Linked DNA regions of Mus musculus: region 2 is linked to region 1. Evidence: chromatin contacts called from public promoter capture Hi-C data. All regions are on one chromosome and are shown on one strand. Each heading gives the region's core, a stretch centred on a gene start, on an enhancer-like site or on the middle of the called end of the contact. The rest is flanking DNA. Distances are from core to core; before and after follow the strand shown.

Region 1 (4,388 bases), core at 1,036-3,535:
TCTACCCTGCATATTTTTATCTCTTGCTTCCTGTGTGTTTCCCTGTCTTGTTCTGACTTTGTAAACAATCTGATAATTCAGAGCTTGGACCGTGACCTTGATGGTTGCCCAGAGCCCATGGCGACCCAGCGCTGGGGAAACATGGGCCATCTGTGAACTGGATCCTTTCCCCTCCCGTTGCCATCCCATTGGCATCCCATTTGCACGGCTCAGTTGAGCTTGCTAGTCCCTGAGCTGGGTTACCCTGTGACCTTGGCTCTCACAGTGATAGGTAATTCTGTGATAACTCCTATGGAAAGGCACCTCCCGAATCTCACATCTAAGACTTTTCCCAGTCCCCCTTTGCTCTCTGAATAAGCATTGTGTAGACCTTCATCATGAGACCAGTAGGAGAGGTAAAATGGATCCCCAGCCTCCGGTCACTGCCTTGTTACACACTCACTGGGTTTTTTAAATTGTGTGTTGCTAAAACTCAGGGGGAAGGACAAAGAGTTCATTAGCTATTGATCAAGATTGCTGTGGTCACTATCTGTGTGTATGAGAACAATACTTCAGTGGTTTAGGGGTCTGGCTGATTAGGAGCATGGCCTTTTGGGTCAAGAGGATCTGAGTAACCTTGGACAAGCTGCCTTTCTTTGTGTTTCAGTCTTCTCACTCTTTTTTTAAATTATTATTATTATCACAAACATTTGTTTGACGCAAAACCTGGGGAGTCGGTTCCCTCCTGTCACCATGTGGGCTCTGGGACAGGAAGTACACTTAGCCTCTGAGCCATTTCCCAACTTTGTTTTGTTTGTTTTTGGTTTTTAGGGTTTTTTTGGATCATGTACATTTTAATATAATTAATTGATTATTATGTTTTTAACCCCATGGATGTTGTGAAGTTGGTAACAAGAGCTTTCTTGAAGGACAGTAGGTTTTTTTTTCCCCAGTAGAGTTAACACTTTTTTTTAAAATTAGGTATTTTCGTCATTTACATTTCAAGTCCCCCATACCCTCCCCAGTCTTCTCACTCTTAAGTTGACAATGACAGTATCTACCTCAGGATAGTTGGGAGTAACTAAATGAGCTGATGAACATGGAGCTCTTTAACGCAGTGCTAGGAGCACTATTCAATAGTCAGGGTGGGAGACAATGCCTTGGAAGAGACCGAGGCCAGCTTGATCTACACAGTCAGACACTTTTAGCCATAAAAATGAAAAATCACCAATGTTATGTCCATGGCAAATTCCTGGGCCATGCTGAGTGTTAGTGTTGTGGTTATAATATATGTAATTATTATGTTATATACATACATGCACATGTGCAATTGGCAAAAAGGTAAATAAACACTCATTTGTTTCTTATCTTTTCTGTGGTAGACAATGCCTTTAGTCCCAGAGGTAGGCAAATCTCTGTGAGTTCAAGGTCAGCCTGGTCTACATAGCAAATTCCAGGACAGCCAGGGCTACCTAATAGAGAGATCCTGTCTTGAAAAACAAGACAAAACAAAACAAAACCCCCTAAAAACCAAAAACAAACAAAACAAAGTTGGGAAATGGCTCAGAGGCTAAGTGTACTTCCTGTCCCAGAGCCCACATGGTGACAGGAGGGAACCGACTCCCCAGGTTGTTCTCTGACCTCTGTACTCAGCCCATGGCATATGTACCATCTTTCTCTCTCTGGTACACACGCACACTCATGTGGATGCACTCTTGCGTGCACAAGCAAGCACTAACACACACACACACACACACACACACACACACCAAATGAAAAGTAATTTTAAAAGAGTAAAAAAATCGGAAGTGAAACCTTACTTTCAGATGAATTCTAGAAAAAGAGTTGACCTTGGCTTTGCCCTTAGGCTTCCTTTTGGAGAATCAGGAAACCTCTGGTCTAAAGATGCCACTGTAACCTTTTCTGCTCATGCTTCCTATAGGAGGGAACTCCTTTTTTGGACATCTAATTTACCACAGCCAAGGTAACGGTCTCTATACATGAACTACACTTGGCTTTGCTCGATAGTTGGAAGGACAGCCCATTGAGCTAGGGATTAATAGATTCCCAAATATTGACAGTGGCTGAAGAGAATGTATATCAAGAAAGGGCCCATGTTTAGGTTGTGGGAATTTCACATAGATACAGAACCAGGAGTTTGTGTGAAAGCCTTTTTTTGTTTTTTGGTAAGAACATCTGACTAACTGTTGCACCTATTCATGACGAGACTCCCCAGGTTGTTCTCTGACCTCTGTACTCAGCCCAGTGACGAGGCTGCAGAGTGGCTGTCACATTAAGGAACCACAAAAAGCAGGAAGTTAAGACCTATCTACTGGGCCGTCACTGAAAACAACACAAAATCACATGAGTGTGCGTGTGTACCAGAGAGAGAAAGATGGTACATATGCCATGGGCTGAGTACAGAGGTCAGAGAACAACCTGGGGAGAGTATAGTGCTGTTTATATTATTTTCCATAATTCCAGTGGTGTGCTGGAAATTAACCCTTGCCACTCAAAGCACACAGAGATGGTCATTTTAGGGAAAGGAGACATTAGGTAAGTTACCAGCTCTTCATGAAAGGAGAAATGGCTGTCACATAATAAAGGGACATAGATGGTAGGAGAAATCTAAAGATGAATCCATGTCTAATGGCAGCTGCAACAAGAGGCCTCTGACCAGGCATAGGGAGTGACATATGGCACTTAGCAGGCTGAAGCTGGAGGGATCACAAGTTCAAGGCTAGACTGACTACATAAGTGAGTTCCAGGACAGCTTGGGATGTGTAATAAGACTCTGTCTTAAAAAGCAAAACAAACAAAAAGAGACCAAAAGAAATAAAAGCCCATGTGTCTTCTCACTTGTGGGTTTAAATCGTTTGATGGAGATTATGTAAAGAATAAAAAGGTTCCCCTGGGCTTTCCAGATTCAGGGAAAAGAATGCAGGAACTGAGTAACAGATCTTGTATTGTTTGTTTGTTTGTAAGAGTGGTGTGCTACATATACAGTATTTTCCAACTCTGAAGTTCCAACACAAAGTATTTGGGAAACTTGAAAAATACTAAAGCTTAAAAAACAAAAACAAGCCGGGCATGGTGGCGCACGCCTTTAATGCCAGCAATGAGGCAAGGGGGAAGGCCAAGGAACAGAGGCAAAAGACCCACCTTCTACCTTGCCCTTTTGAAATCTGAGCAGCTACCAGAGGGTGCCCTACTTTGGGGAGGGAGGGTCTTCCCACATCAATTGAAGCAATCAGGATTGTTCTCCCGGTAATTCTTCTCTGTGGCAAGCTGACATTGAAACCCAGCAGCAAATCTTTAGTAAGTGCTTCCACAGTCTAGGCAGCGCTCTGTGTGCCTTTTATATATTGACTCACTGGCTTCTCACAGCAGCTCTATGATGCAAAGGCTGCTACTGGCCTCTCCGTGTTCTAAAAAAGGAAGGGAAGTTACTTTCTGCATGCTTGCCTTCAGCATCTGGTTGGGTCTGGCTATTGTACTTTGTTGCTCTTGGACCTCTTTTCTCGTTTGTTTGTTTGTTTGTTTTGTTTTGGTCTTGGGCACCTGTTACCAGCTGCCCTTCTATGACAGAAGTGATCTCTCTCTCTCTCTCTCTCTCTCTCTCTCTCTCTCTCTCTCAAAGTGGGTATTTACAGCCTTCTGAAAAACTCTGCTTCTTGCCAGGCAGTGGTGGCGCATGCCTTTAATCCCAGCACTCGGGAGGCAGAGGCAGGCGGATTTCTGAGTTCGAGGCCAGCCTGGTCTACAGAGTGAGTTCCAGGACAGCCAGGGCTACACAGAGAAACCCTGTCTCGAAAAACAAAAAACAAAAACAAAACAGAAACTCCTTTGAGGCTTTTGCCAATGATTTGGAAAAGAGGGAACTAGGCTATGGTCTAAAAGCTAAACACAACACAACTGGAAGCAGATCTTGAGAGTGTCATCCTTCAGATGGTAAGTGACTCCAGAGTTGGAACAAAGACTTGGATGCCATGTGTCCTAGTCAGGGTGCTATTGCTGCGATGAAACACCATGACTGAAGGTAAGTTGGGGAAGAAAGGGTTTATTTCACTGACGGTTACACATAACGGTTCATCATCAAAAAGCAGTGAGGGCAGGAACTCAGGCAGGGTAGGAACCTGGAGGAGGACACAACTGATGCAGAGGCCATGGAGGGATGCTGCTTACTGGCTTGCTCACATGGCTTGCTTAGCCTACTTTCTTAAAGGACCCAGGACCACCAGCCCAGAGAAGCACCATCCACGATTGGGCTGCCCCCTCCCCATCAATCACTAACTAAGAAAATGCATATAGGGTTGTCTACAACCCCATCTTATGGAGACATTTCCTCAGTTGAGGCTCCCTCCTCTCTGATGACTCTTAACTTGTGTCAAGTTGACATAAAACCTGCC
Region 2 (4,388 bases), core at 1,014-3,513, 33 kb before region 1:
AGCAGGTGTTGTAGGGCATCAGTGGGACATCTTTGCAGGTTATATCTTGCCTTGGGCCCTTCACATAATCCCTCTCTCCACTTCCTAGCAGATTCACTGTGAGCTACACCTTGCCGTGATACGTGGATACTCTTAAAACCGTGAGCCAACGTGAATAAGTCATCGTTTCAGTAATTTCTCAGATAACTGGGTCACGGTGATGAGAAAGTTAACAAATTCAGTAGGCCATGGACAGTCCCTCCTTTGCCTCTTCAATACCCTATCGTTTTAAAGGTTTAAAGATGTGGTGCTGGAAGGTTTTGCTTTCTACTGACACCAGCTCTGAGGCTATCACCCAGAAATGTCTACATGGTTGAAGCTCATGTTGCACACAGACACCAGTCACAGAGTCACCGTTGTCCTGGCAATTCCTTGGCTTGAGAGCTCTGGTTCTCTCATGGTTTGTGTTCGTTCTCTGCTCAGACTGTTTTAGGATTGCTGTGGCCCAGAGTGTGAGTTGCTCAAGGACATAGAGTACTTTGGTCATGGTTCAAGGAAAGGTCAGAGAAAGATCCCCTCTTCCTCCTCCTCCTTCTCTCTGGAGGACCTGCTGGCCTCTTGGTATTGGAAGGTCAGTTGTGGTCAAGGGTAGGGAATCTGGAATCAGAATAGACTCAAGTTTCCCTTTCAACCATACCAAGGGCTGCTCCAGAGGACAAAGGAATATTTCCTCCCTACAGTATCGTCAGATAAGATGGACGGAAATGGATGAATGAAGTACTAGGCATGGAAGGAACAGTCAATGGTCACTTGTCTATCTTCATTATCCTCAGTGGTCTGGAGCATCCCAGCTTTCCAACTCCACTTGAGTCCCCTTGATACTGTCCAAAGTTTTGTCTCTCATTGGCTATCCAAGAAGATGGAGACTTCTTTTTGACAGCTGGCCAGCCATTTAATATTAGGCAGAGCTAAACTAAATTAAAATGATGGCTACAAAATACTGTTTTTACATTTTTGGTTTGCTTTATACATTGCGCAGACCCTTTTCTAGTATCTTCTGTGGGAAGGGATGACAAGCAGAAATATAGGATGCCTATTTGGAACAGATACTAAGGATTATAACATTATTTGTGGCTTATCTGAAGTTAGGAGTTAGTCAGGAGTCCTATATTTTGATCTAGCCATCCTCTCTGTAGTCCAAGGTCAGATCTCTTAGGGTAACATGGAAAGACAAAACAAAACTCCTATCTTCCATCTGACAAACAGAAACCCCCAATTCTCTCAAAGGCTGTACCATAGTCATCTACCTCCATCACCCTGTACTATCTTCTTTGGAGTGGTCTGGCCTCTCGAATAACCAATAAAAGGTAGCCAGAAGGCATATCACTGCTTCCTTTCTTTTAGTCTATATTTGCTTTTAATTTCTGAATGGATACTAACTGACTCCTAATGAGAGGGTCTCCCCCCATGGAGCCGTAAATGTTAGTATGTATCCATGGCTGTTTGCAGCGAGACCTGAGATGCTACAGAAGGACATAGCCTAGGGATTCTACTCTCTCATAAAAATCATCCTCTTGGCCGGGCGTGGTGGCACATGCCTTTAATCCCAGGACTTGGAAGACAGAGGCAGGCGGATTTCTGAGTTCGAGGCCAGCCTGGTCTACAAAGTGATTTCCAGGGCAGCTAGGGCTACACAGAGAAACCCTGTCTTGAAAAACCTAAGGGGGAAAAAAATCATCCCCTCCACAGCTTATAAACTTAGCCCCGGGCAGCATGCTGACTATACACCACCACCACCAGACTGGAGCCCACCTCTGGTAGCTCTGGGACTCTATCAGCAAGAAGGCTAGAACTGCCTTAAAGCAGGAAGTCCGCCCACCTGCTTTCCTGCTTGGAAGAATTGGTTTAGGTTCCATGGGTACCAGGAACGGAGATGAGGCAGGTTTCTCTGGAGGCGGGAGAGGCTGTGGTGTATGCTGTTGCGGTTTAGGCTCAGGGTTAACTTGGTGTGGTGTGGTGGACTCCTGGCAAGGCTGTGGCTTAGATGGTGGCGAGGCGGGCTCTGGACATGACGGCGGGGTTTCTGAGCTGGGCTGCTGTGAGGAATCGGAGCTAGTCTGCGGTGAAATGGAATTCCTGCGGCGCCTGGAATCAGACTTTTTCTTTTTGACCTTCTTCATGGTGATCCTTCTAGAGTAACACCGTGGAGCTACATGGAGCTGTGAATTTCCTGGCTCCCTCCCTAGGTAGGCAGTCTCCCCTGTGGGTATGTCTCTGATCTTTGACCACAGCAAGGTCCCACAGACAAGAGTCACCCATACCTCCTGTGAGGTCACAAAAGCCAGGCTGGCCCCTGTGGCTAGGGCTCTGGCACCGGTTTCCTCTCCCAGGGCTTCCTGCTTGAACCGGCAGGAGGCAGCAGCTGCCTTGTTCCTCCATGGTCTAATTAAGACAGTCTTTGGGCCTAAGAGAACTGGATCCATGATTATGTGACCAGAGCCTCAGGCACCTTTCGGCTGCACGTTCCAGGGTCCGTGAGAGCTACTTTTTATTCGAAGACATCCTGAATAGGAAGGATTCTCAGCTCCGTTGCTGGTTTCTACGTGTCTATCCCCAAACACAAACATTATGGTTAACATTTAGGGAACTTTCCTGAAGATTTGACTTCCTTTTTTAGCATTTTACCTCCCACAACCCACTGCCTTCTGTCATCTCTGAATATATGTGAACACGAGTGCTTGCTTGTATGAGTGTGTGTGTATGTCTAAACTTTTATAAGAATCCTCGAATTTGGCCAATTCTACCTTAAGCCAGTTCTCAGAAAACGAAAAATTTCTCAAATTCATTTCATTGGTATTACCTCCCAAAACACTGGTTAGGTCAAACAAACTATGAATCTCTTAACAATTTAACTTCCATTTTAGGGTGGAAGAGTGAAAAGTGTTTTGAAAAGATAGCCTGTCACACATCACAATAGAAAAGTGCGTTCCCAGAAAGAACTTCCTCCATGAAGTAGGTAAGCTGCGTGGGTAAAGTACACCTGCCCTACTCAGACACCAGAAGCTGGGGAAGGGGTGAGGATGCAGTAAGGAGGGTGGAGGGAGAGCGAGTGAGCCAGAAAGGTCCTAGACAAGCTACACACAAAGGCTAGACCAGATGTCAACAGTGAAGTGAGAGAATCTATTTTCAGGCTTCTAGAGCCAGCAAAGACTTTGCTGACTATTATTATTATTATTACATTATTGTCATCACTATTATTATTATCCCAAAAAGGATATTGATGTTCAGAGAAATTCAGTTATATAAGTACCTCCCAAACTAAATCCCCATTTCTAGTTGATTGGTGACACACTCAAGATTAAGTTCTAAAGGGTTATTTTTCTTTATGACCCCAGTAGGCAATGGGGAGTCAGATTATACAGACTTTGAAATTAAAGAATTGGAAAAAAATTAAGTTTCTTGCATGAGAAGATTAGAGAAAGATATGGGTTGGGAGTGCAGCTTAGATCAGTATGGCTCAGGCTGTGTCTGGTTGGTTTGGAGCAAGGCGGTTCAGTGGGTAGGTGAATCTACAAGAAGCTGGCAGTTTCTGAGGTCAAAGATCTATGGGCCATTTGAAGGGATGACATTCAGAATCAGGCTGGAACCTTTTCAGTGACTGCTAGACTTTGACTGATGAGCATAACCTGATTGAAATCAGTTTCTCAGTCTCAGTCCTGATTGACACTATGGGCTAGATAATATCTTTTGGAGGAGGCTGTTCTGTGTGTTATAGGAAGCTCTGCAGCCTCTCTGGCTTTGACTGGCCAGCACCCCATCAGTGTAAGGAAAAGAACATCTCCAGATGTGGCTAAATATGCCCAGAGCTTGGAGAAGGTGTTAACATTTTTCCTGGTTGAAAACAACCGGTTTAAACGAATCTGATGGGACAGGAACATATTTGGGTAGAATTTAAGTAGCCATGAAATAGCCAGTTCATTTCTCCTTAAAGGGATGCCACAGGGTATGGGACACACAAGCTTGTGTTCTGGGAGATAGAGGACAGAATACAGGTTGAGGAATGTTTGTACCATTAAGGAGAAATGGTTCAGAAGCAGGGAGAAATCCTCATAAGAGTTTCCTGCCAAGAACTGGCTCTTCTACATCACAGTCACAGTGCACTTAGCTTAGGCTTATGTCTAGCTTTGTCTTAGCTTTCATTCCCCTTGCCCTAGATTTGGGCAAGGAGAGCCAACAAGTTTCAGAATCGATAGAGAGTGAAAGGGGAAGGATGGGGCCCTTCAGAAGACTCTAGGCAGAAATTTTCTTACTAAGAGGTTGTTGCCAAAGACAGGCTAGGATTTTTGTAGTCCCCGAGGAGAGTCTCAATTGGAATGGGCTCATCAGTGGGGACTTTTTAAACCAGAAGC

Evidence for each region. Promoter capture Hi-C pulls out the DNA fragments that hold promoters and counts their contacts.
Region 2: a promoter capture Hi-C map of the HPC-7 cell line shows a contact between it and region 1, with 2.5 times the contacts expected there. The contact joins the promoter of Spata3 here to the enhancer-like site in region 1. A contact is called at or near these places in 13 of 39 promoter capture datasets (the 3T3-L1 cell line, 3T3-L1-derived adipocytes, the HPC-7 cell line and 9 more), 1 of 15 datasets of contacts at CTCF or cohesin (CD8 T cells), 5 of 484 Hi-C or Micro-C datasets (B cells, bone marrow-derived dendritic cells, cortical neurons and 2 more), 7 of 115 datasets of contacts at active chromatin or transcription factors (CD8 T cells, the HPC-7 cell line, bone marrow-derived dendritic cells and 4 more) and 2 of 9 other capture datasets (adipose tissue and liver).

Annotation. Positions count from the first base shown.
Region 1 is chr1:85,986,433-85,990,820 of GRCm38.p6, reverse strand. It overlaps a transcript of Gpr55 not described here. Among named protein-coding and RNA genes, the nearest start is that of Gpr55, 28 kb to the right of the region's middle. Within about 2 kb of position 2,285, at least 32 of the 459 cell types and tissues checked have an H3K27ac peak or open chromatin away from gene starts, as enhancers often do. A contact at or near this core is called in the HPC-7 cell line, bone marrow-derived dendritic cells, hematopoietic stem and progenitor cells and 2 more, where this site is marked.
Region 2 is chr1:86,019,820-86,024,207 of GRCm38.p6, reverse strand. Spata3 (spermatogenesis associated 3) reads right to left here and starts at 2,263. Exons shown (of 4, transcript NM_001122732.2): 1 at 1,859-2,263. The coding sequence starts at 2,159.